Linked DNA regions of Drosophila melanogaster: region 2 is linked to region 1. A link is a contact called in public targeted proximity ligation data. All regions are on one chromosome and are shown on one strand. The core of a region is the stretch at or near the end of the contact, and the rest is flanking DNA. Distances in the headings are between cores, read along the strand shown.

Evidence for each region.
Region 2: a contact with region 1 is called in a targeted proximity ligation map of the Kc167 cell line, with 7 times the contacts expected there. A contact is called at or near these places in 2 of 7 datasets of targeted methods (the Kc167 cell line and the S2 cell line).

Annotation. Positions count from the first base shown.
Region 1 is chr3L:24,026,408-24,030,882 of dm6, reverse strand. CG40045 reads right to left here and starts at 2,368. Exons shown (of 3, transcript NM_001275311.1): 1 at 2,160-2,368; 2 at 29-128. The coding sequence starts at 2,205.
Region 2 is chr3L:24,534,748-24,539,222 of dm6, reverse strand. mRpS5 (mitochondrial ribosomal protein S5) reads right to left here and starts at 1,987. Exons shown (of 3, transcript NM_001043187.2): 1 at 1,910-1,987; 2 at 1,607-1,825. The coding sequence starts at 1,748. It also overlaps the pseudogene CR12460.

The sequences.
Region 1 (4,475 bases), core at 1,119-3,618:
AAAGAATACAATGTTCATAGCATACTACAGTGTATCTGGCGGTCCAATTATTAAAACTTCCCAGCGAAATATATCATTCTCATCAATTAAACCAGCGGAGAATCCTTCCACTGGATTCTTGTTTAGTTCTGAAAAGATAAAAATAATTATTAATTTTTAGTAATCACGTGTAACAATCTGGTTCCGTAGGTTGTATTTTTTTAAATACGTTCGGCGAGGACCTATTTTATTTTGGATTATGACTATACCACTTAGACGTTGAAAAGAAGGATATGTCAAATTTGTTAAACTGTATATAACAGTAGAAGGTACCGTTTCTGATCGTAAAAAGTATATATGTATGTATATTCAGGATAATTTGTCATGAGCTAGAAAATTAAATTTAACATGCATATTCCTTTTGGTTTTTGCCACTGGTTTTTGCGTAATCTAATGCCCACAAGCCGTAATAAACTGTCACGCCCACCATCGAAAAATGGTTTGGTTTCCCAGTCGAAATTTAAATTATTCTATAATTCTGTAAAATTAGCATGTTTCACAAGTAAGAATTTTTCAGTTTTCTGATGGTCGACTAAAAGAATTGGACTGTCAAATTATTTGAAAACAAGAATATTATATCTATATTCTCTATATTCTATTAAAATTCTTTTGGCAAATCGATAAAAATTGACATGAAAAATGGGAAAATATATAAATGAGAACATATTTTTTAAAAAAGTTTGGCGTGGTTGGGCGATTACAGTCGACGTGCCGAAACTTCAATAGAAATTACAACCCACAATAAACTGAACAAAAAGTAAACAACAAATTTAAAGATTCGGCGATGTACAGTAAAGTTTTATGTCCAGTCTCTTACAGGTTGAATCCACTTATGGATTTAAATATACGTGTGTGCGTAATGCACGCTCTCTTAGGGTTGTTGTTTCAACTGCACATATGAATTTAAGATAATATGAAAAGTTTGAAACAGGTGAAAAAGAGTAAATCTGACTCTAAAACGTAAATATTTCTAGATCATGATCACTATTCGAGTCGATCTAGCGATATCTGTCTATCCGTCCTTATGATTGTCGAGATCTTGATGGAAAATTATAGAAAGATAAAATAAAGCATGTAGATGCTAGTGACTCCCTCTAGCGATCACAAACAAATTAACAAATTAATAATTTTTATTATAGAATAAAAACATATGTATAAACATATACATACATATGTATATAAAAAATCACATATACATACATAAATACATTTTTTAGTTAGTAGTATGAGTCAAACGAATTTAAAAAGCTCATTCCATTGTTGACATGTTCGATTAAATAACAAAGTATATGGTTTCATTTGTTTTAAAATACTGTTGCCCCTGTAGCAAAATGCTATTCGCGATTAATGGCTGAAAATAAGAAATGGGCTAAGCATTGTAAAGGTTGTAATGAACATTGTTTAACCCTACAAATAACATAAATGCTTTATTAGGTTACCTTGAACATCAATTAACCATAACTTTGTAGAGTGTTAACAAAAATATGATAATAATATATCTATCATTCGGCCAAGTCTTTAAGTGTTGTTGAATGTCTAAATCATTAGAAAACAATTTCTTTCCAAAAATTTTAATTTAAGGCAGTGAAGGGAACACTACCAAAATTTGTATATACATACACACATATGTGTAGATGTAAGCATTTATTAGAGTTAGAAAGTAATATATATTATGTGTACCTTCATACACATATATAAATTTATCTTTTCGGCATATTAAGCAAACTCCTGCTCAAATTTTATCATTAATTTGAGTACATAATAATATATACCACGAGATTTTTAAAAAGAAGGGTAGACACAAATATTTACACATATATGTATTGGCGCATATACACATTTATTATCCTATGTAAGAGTATACTATTAACTTTACAAAAAAGAACAAGAATTTATTAAAATTACCTTAAGATATAGGTAATATTTAAGCTACAAATTACATATGTGCACTCATATTACACATAATATATGTATTTGGTTGAGCATTGCCAGCTTATGGTTTTTGCACCAATTTTAAAACCACATGTGCAAGACTGGAAAAATAATTTCATATACATATGTAAAAACATTTATATATACATTCTTGCTCATTTATATACGTTTGAAGTTGTTAAACTTACCTGCCAATTGTTTTTTTAACAGTAAAGATGACTGAAGTTCAGACATTCTAAGTTGTATGATAAATGAATTGGTTCAGTTTAACGCACAAGTAATTAACACAAATAAAAATTGTATGCTTAAAAATAAGTTAGTATTGAAAGTAAATATAATGATCGACATCGACCACCGAATTTTCTATAAAGGCCAAACATAAAAAAGAACTAGTTATACAAGTTTAACACAGATCTAGCTCCTGTGAAGACGAATGTGACACAATAACACTTGTTTCCAACTACACTTATATTACATTTACACTACGTTTGACTGCTTCTGGTTGGCTAACAGGTACCGGGGATATATATATACAAATCCTATACTTACAAAAAAAATATAAGGGGCAATCCCAAAATGAAGAAAAACGGTTAATATCATCACATATTGCCAGCAGAGTTTGCCGTATGGCTGGTACTAAGCCCGGTTTAATGTATGCCAATAGACTTTGCGGTTAAATTTGTAAAAAGTTCTGTAGATATCATCCTTACCTTAACCTTTCTGTATTCTTTTGTTTATTTAAAAATATATGTTATCAAAATTTATGAGGATTAAAATTTATAAATACCAACACAAGTTCAAAATAGAATAGAATAGACAACATGCTTGCTCTTGATAACAAACCACTGTAATTGGATTGGAAATAAACAAGTTTATTGAATGAACAACATATTATTAATTTGCTTATAATTTTCTTATTTATGGTATTGAAGCTATGATTAATAACAACATAAATAAATTATTGCAGAGCTTTTGTGAGCCGATTACAGTTACAGCAGTTGCCCACATATACGATACCGACCAAAAAACATTGAAATGCAAGAATATTTTTTAACCCTATCCCTAACAAACGTATAAAATGCTTTAAAAATCGCGAAACGCATATTCAGTGTAAGAACCAATTGTTTTCCATATGAGTTTTTAAATAGATTGGCTGGGTTCCACTGTGGTTCTCGTCAATATTTTAAGTCCCACTTATTTTTCTACGCACTCTTCTATCGGTTTGCGGGCCGATATCAATTTTGATCTAAGAAACAAATTTACAGATTTCGAGTTTTGGCCAATGTCGTTGCAATATGACAGGATGAAATATTATTAAAAAATATATGCCGTAACTATAATTATTTTAACGAAGATTTTTTATACTCTATTGTTAAATTCTCCGCTCGAATATATTGCCGATTTATATCTATATTTACTTTAATTATGAATAATGTGTAAATATGTTATTAACGACAAACTTCAACAGGGGAATGTTAGCAGTTATTATTTATGTAGGCGATCTTACAGCATTAAAACTAATTTCATCATTATTTTAACTTTTTTTTTTTTTTTTTTTTTTTTTTTTACTTTGCTTTTATTTATTGAATCTTCTTGTATAAGAACTAACAATAAGTTTAAAAATCTTAACTATAACAAGTATTTTTTGAACAGTTGTATTATTTTTCCAACTGTTCTATGTTTAAACGGCCCTAATAATTTATTCGCTGGGTTGGTAGGTCCTTTCGCCGGAGACGGGAACGGCTGCTGAGCTGGATTAGACCTCGCGCTAGGTGGTTGGGGTGCGTGTGAAGCTTGCTATGGTATTTTTCCTTAAGTTCCGTGATTGCGTTGGTAACTGATGGGATATTTAAGTCTCTTTGGATGTTTTCACTCCGAACGTACCACGGTGCCCCAGTGATGGTTCTCAGAATCTTTGATTGTGCTCGCTGAATGATGTCAATATTGCTGTTGCTGGCATTGCCCCATAACTGTGAGCCATAGGTCCAGATTGGTTTCAATATAGAATTGTAGAGCAAGACCTTGTGATCTAGGCTGAGCGGAGAACCAGAGTTGATGAGCCAGTGTAAGTTGTTGGCTTTGAGTTTAAGTTGGGTTTTTTTGGCTTCAATGTGCCTGCGCCATGTGAGTCTTCTGTCTAGGTGTACTCCTAGGTACGTTACCTCGTCTGCTTTCGGGAGTGGTATGCTGTTCAACAAGAGCGGAGGACAGTCTTGTCTGTTTAGCGTAAACGTCACGTGCTTGCATTTTTGCTCGTTTACTTTTATTCGCCAGTCAGAGAGCCACTTCTCAATGTCGATGAGGTACAGTGCCAACTGTGCTGTAGCTTGGATAGGGGACCTTGAACGGCTAAGGATAGCTGTATCGTCGGCAAATGTGGATACCGTTAAGCGACTATTTGTAGGGATGTCGGCTGTATAGATGAGGTATAAGGTTGGCCCAAGAACGCTGCCTTGGGGGACTCCAGCCTCAATTGTATGAACAGTGGAAGTGGCAGTGTTGCA
Region 2 (4,475 bases), core at 738-3,237, 510 kb before region 1:
CTGTTTCTTGACAGTCTCAAAAGTGTGTAAACTTGGAATTTGTTGTTTATTTTCTTGTATATTTAATATTTTTAATTTGTTTTTGTGATTTATAGATAAAATAAATATTGTTTAATTATATTTTATAAAAAAATTGCGTTTAATTAAGCAAAAAACTCTTAATTTTTAGCTTTAAAGTCAAAAATTCAACTTATTTTACAGTGTGTATGATCATGCATTTTAAATTTGACAAAATATGCCCTTCACCTTAGAAGTTCTTAGACTTTAAATCTATATTATTTTTAATCAATTGCCACCACGCGAAAAATTCTTGTTTTGCATTGCCTTAACGTTATTATTATTTAAATATAGCTTAGAAATAGTAATAGCCGAATCATAATATCACAAAATAAATTTCAAAAATTACTTTTTATTCGAATTTTTGTCAATAGAGTGTTCAGCATGCGACAATGATTGTTGAGTGCTTGTGTCCGCACTTCGTGCCTCAAGATATGACTTGCAATAAACAGTTTATTTTATAAATTTTTATTTTCTACAACGTATTATTTTTATGAAATATTTATTTCTCTTATGTCTTCTTTTTGGAAAATTTAACATTTAACTAGTTACAGTAGTTATAATAATTTCCTTTGTATTTGCTTTAATTATTAAGTATATTTATGAAGTCATTTGACTTAATATGAATATGATGTATGTAAATTATCCATTTTTAATAGATTCGGTTGTTCAGTTTCAGTTTTTTTTGTCTATTCCAATTTGATATATTTAAAAAGTGCGCACAAGCAAGCAAATTCTATTTTTAGATTTCTTACGCTCTCAGCGTAAGCAAGCGGACAGAGAGCAAATTAAACCGTCACTAAAAAAGTGGCTGCATAGTGCCAAACCAATGTATGAGCGTTACTTATCTTGTTATTCTAGTGTCTTTGGCTAGTGAAAGTGCAAACTAGAAATTTCAACATATTCAGACATCTCAAAAAATTGAGAAAATGACAAATAAAATGAAAACAAATTTAAAGTTTTGGCCGGTAAGTGGGCGTTAAAGGAGCATGGCCAAAAGGTTTTTTTTATACCGAGAAAAAATTTGCAAGTCAAATAATACGTTTTTTGTGGGGTTTTCAAATATTTATAAGAAAATACAGAGACATTTTCAAGACTGAAATATAAAGAAAAACTGTAAATATTTTTCAAAAGTATGGTCGCAGTAGTTTTGGGCGGATTGTAAGCGTGGAAAAAGTTTTTTGTCCATGGCCATATCGACTCGGCTAGTGACCCGATACTTCTAAATACGAAGGGTCATTATTACTGCAAAGTCCTTTAAATATGAGGAAAAAATAATATTTGTAAAAATACACGAAAATAATAAATCATTGTTGTTTAAATAAAAAATACATAATGATTCTGACATTTTTCTTTTAAAGGCTTTGAAAGATTCAAATTACACCTCGTGGAAATAATTTCTGACCCACTGTATTTCACTGTAAATCAGCCAGAAAAAGAATTCCTTGTTTCATTTTATTTGCACCATTACTACTACCTAGAACCATTTTTATCCAATGGCAGATAGAAACATTTCTGCTCTTTTATTGAATTAAAACATTTTACTTACATTTGTTAAAGAAGCTGGTATTACGTAAACCAATGTAACCTGGTAAAATGGGTTCATGTGAAGATAACAAGCTTTGGTTCAAAATAAAAATATTTCTGCTACAAGCTTGATTGAAGAGACGACGGATCAATGTTTGACTCATATTTACATATGAATTTATTAAGACGTTTTGATACTGAGGATATTTATGAGGTTAATACAGCAACACTAGCAGTAACGCTACAAAAAAAGACCAAATTAAAACAATTATAAGACGTGCGTCATGCTTTAAGACCCGTCCAGACTAGTCCTTCATAGTTATACCCGTTACTCCTAGAGTAAAAGTACGTAACAGACAGAAGGAAACGTTTCCGACCATATATATTCTTGATCAGAATTAATAGACGAGTGGATCCGTCTGTCCGTCTCTATGAACGTCGAGCTACCAGGAACGACTATTTGCATCGCTTTAGTCGAGTTCGATGACTATCAGTTACCCGTTACTCAGATCAAAAGAAATTGGGAAAATAGCAAATAATATAAGAACAAATTTATTTTTTTCAAATGTGTGGATGTGTTTTGACCAGTTAGTGGCCGTATAATGTGGCGTTGCCAAAAGGTGTTTATACTGATAGAAATTGACAAGAGAGATAAAACATTTTTTTGTGGTATTGTTGGCGTTCTAAGCATTTATTAGCAAAACGATATTCATTTACGAGACTGAAATATAATTGAAAAATCTAAATATCTAGTTTGGTCGCTGTAGTTTTGGGCGCATTGTGCGCGTGGCAAAAGTTTTTTGTCATATTGATAGAAATTAACAAAACTGATAAAAAAAACTTAATATATGTCAGAACATTATCCTTATGTGTAAGCGTAACACCATCAGTTAACAATGTTGCGCAGCGTCTACGTATATCTATAGACCTCAAATTTCTAGCTTTACTAGTTCCTTAGATTTCGATATCTATACGGACCATATATGGCCATATCGACTCGGCTAGTGACCCGGTACTTCTAAAAATAAAAGGTCATTGCACTACTGCAAACTCCCTGATATATGAGGAAAAAATAATATTTGTAAAAATACACGAAGTTAATAAATCATTATTGTCAATATAAACAATAAATGCAGATCCTTATATTTTTCTTCGTTAATATGTTATAGGTTTTAAAAGTTTTAAATTTCCCCCTGTTTAAGTCAGTCAGCCAAAAGTTTCATTTGTTAAATTTTATTTGTTCTTTTACTTTATGATTGAAACATTTGACTTACATTTGTTAAAAAAGTTGGTATTACGCAAGCGAATGTAATTTCTTAAAAGGGGTTCATTAGAAGATAACAAGCCTTGATTATTAAAAAAAAATGTTTCTGCGATAAGATAAAAGCCGTGTATAAATATAAAACACTAAGTGTAAGCTGTGTATAAATATAAAATACTAGGTGACACTAATATCGATAGAATTAATTGTATATTATTTGGCTGACTTTAAAGTGCGCGCGAGAATAGAGCTGGAGAATCATCGATGGTCGGCACTATCGATGGTTTTTTAAGAAAACATCGATAGTATGGATAGTTAAAAAGAAAACAAAAATAAAGGAACTATAATTTAACGTGAACCGATGTTTATATACCCTTGCAAATTAAAAAATATATATTACAGTAGCCCTTTAGAAAAATGCAGAAATACATGCACAGGAATTAAAATGCATTTTTAAACAAAAACGCTTTATTTGCTTCAATGCAAACTATTATTTGAATTAACGCAGTATTCAAAATATTTAGTAATAACAAAATAATGGTTTTTTATATTCATAATAAGACATATTCTTTCATATTCTGTTGAACTGGCCGGAATGCACAGGCACTTTTTACAAAGTTTGGTTATTGGCTTCAGACTCTCACTGTTTGCCTGAAAAGGGATAAATTCATTAATATTTAATTTAAAAAGTAAAAATGATATTCTTACAATCCAATAAGCAGTTAAAAGAAATGCCCTTGCACAGAAATTACCACTTCAATGCGAATCAAATACTTTGTGAATGTATAAAATAGCATTAGTTATTAAGAAATTGTTTGAGGAACACGCAAAGCGGAATGGATTCGTTTTAATTTGTGCAAAGGATCAATTTTTACATTTCGATTTATCGGGCATCAAATATGCAAATTGTTAAAATGGTGTTGGCATTTTGATCGGATCAGACATCGGATCGACCAGACACGGTCGAAGGGAAGCAGTCAGGAAGAAGCACTTCTCATTGCACATCCGCAGGCAGGCGCTGGCCGATGACTTCTTAGCAAACTCAACTATGCCCTCGCCCATATGCTTGCCAGAATCGTCGACGGTGATGCTGGCCCTCTCGATGGGACCAAAGATTTCGAAGGACTTGTACAGCAGCTCGTTGGAAACGAACGGTGTGAGATTTCTCACCTGCAAAATGACATTCGGTGCGAATCGTACACCATTCGCATCGATCCGTCCAGGGCGCGCTTAGCCTTCTCGGCATTAGGATGATAGTTTAAAGGTGGTTTAAAGGTGGGCCCAGAAATGCTGCAAAACCGCTGGGAAATGAAGAAGTCTTCACAGCCGCGCGGACCACCGTCTCCATCGCCACCACCACCCATATTGGTGCTGTTCATCGTGCCACCTGCACCTTCGCAAGGCGTGGACCACTACGGTTTCGGTTGTCACGCTGCTGGTTCTGCGGACCTCCGGAGAAACCGCCACCTTGATTGTTACCAGCATTGCGACCTCTGAATCCTGGATCATTTCCCTAATTTCCGGCTCCTCCTTGATTTCCTTGGCCTCCTTAATTGCCTGCACCTCCTTGATATTCTGGTCCACCTTGATTTCTTTGACCATGGACTTGATTGATTGATTTTGGTTTTGT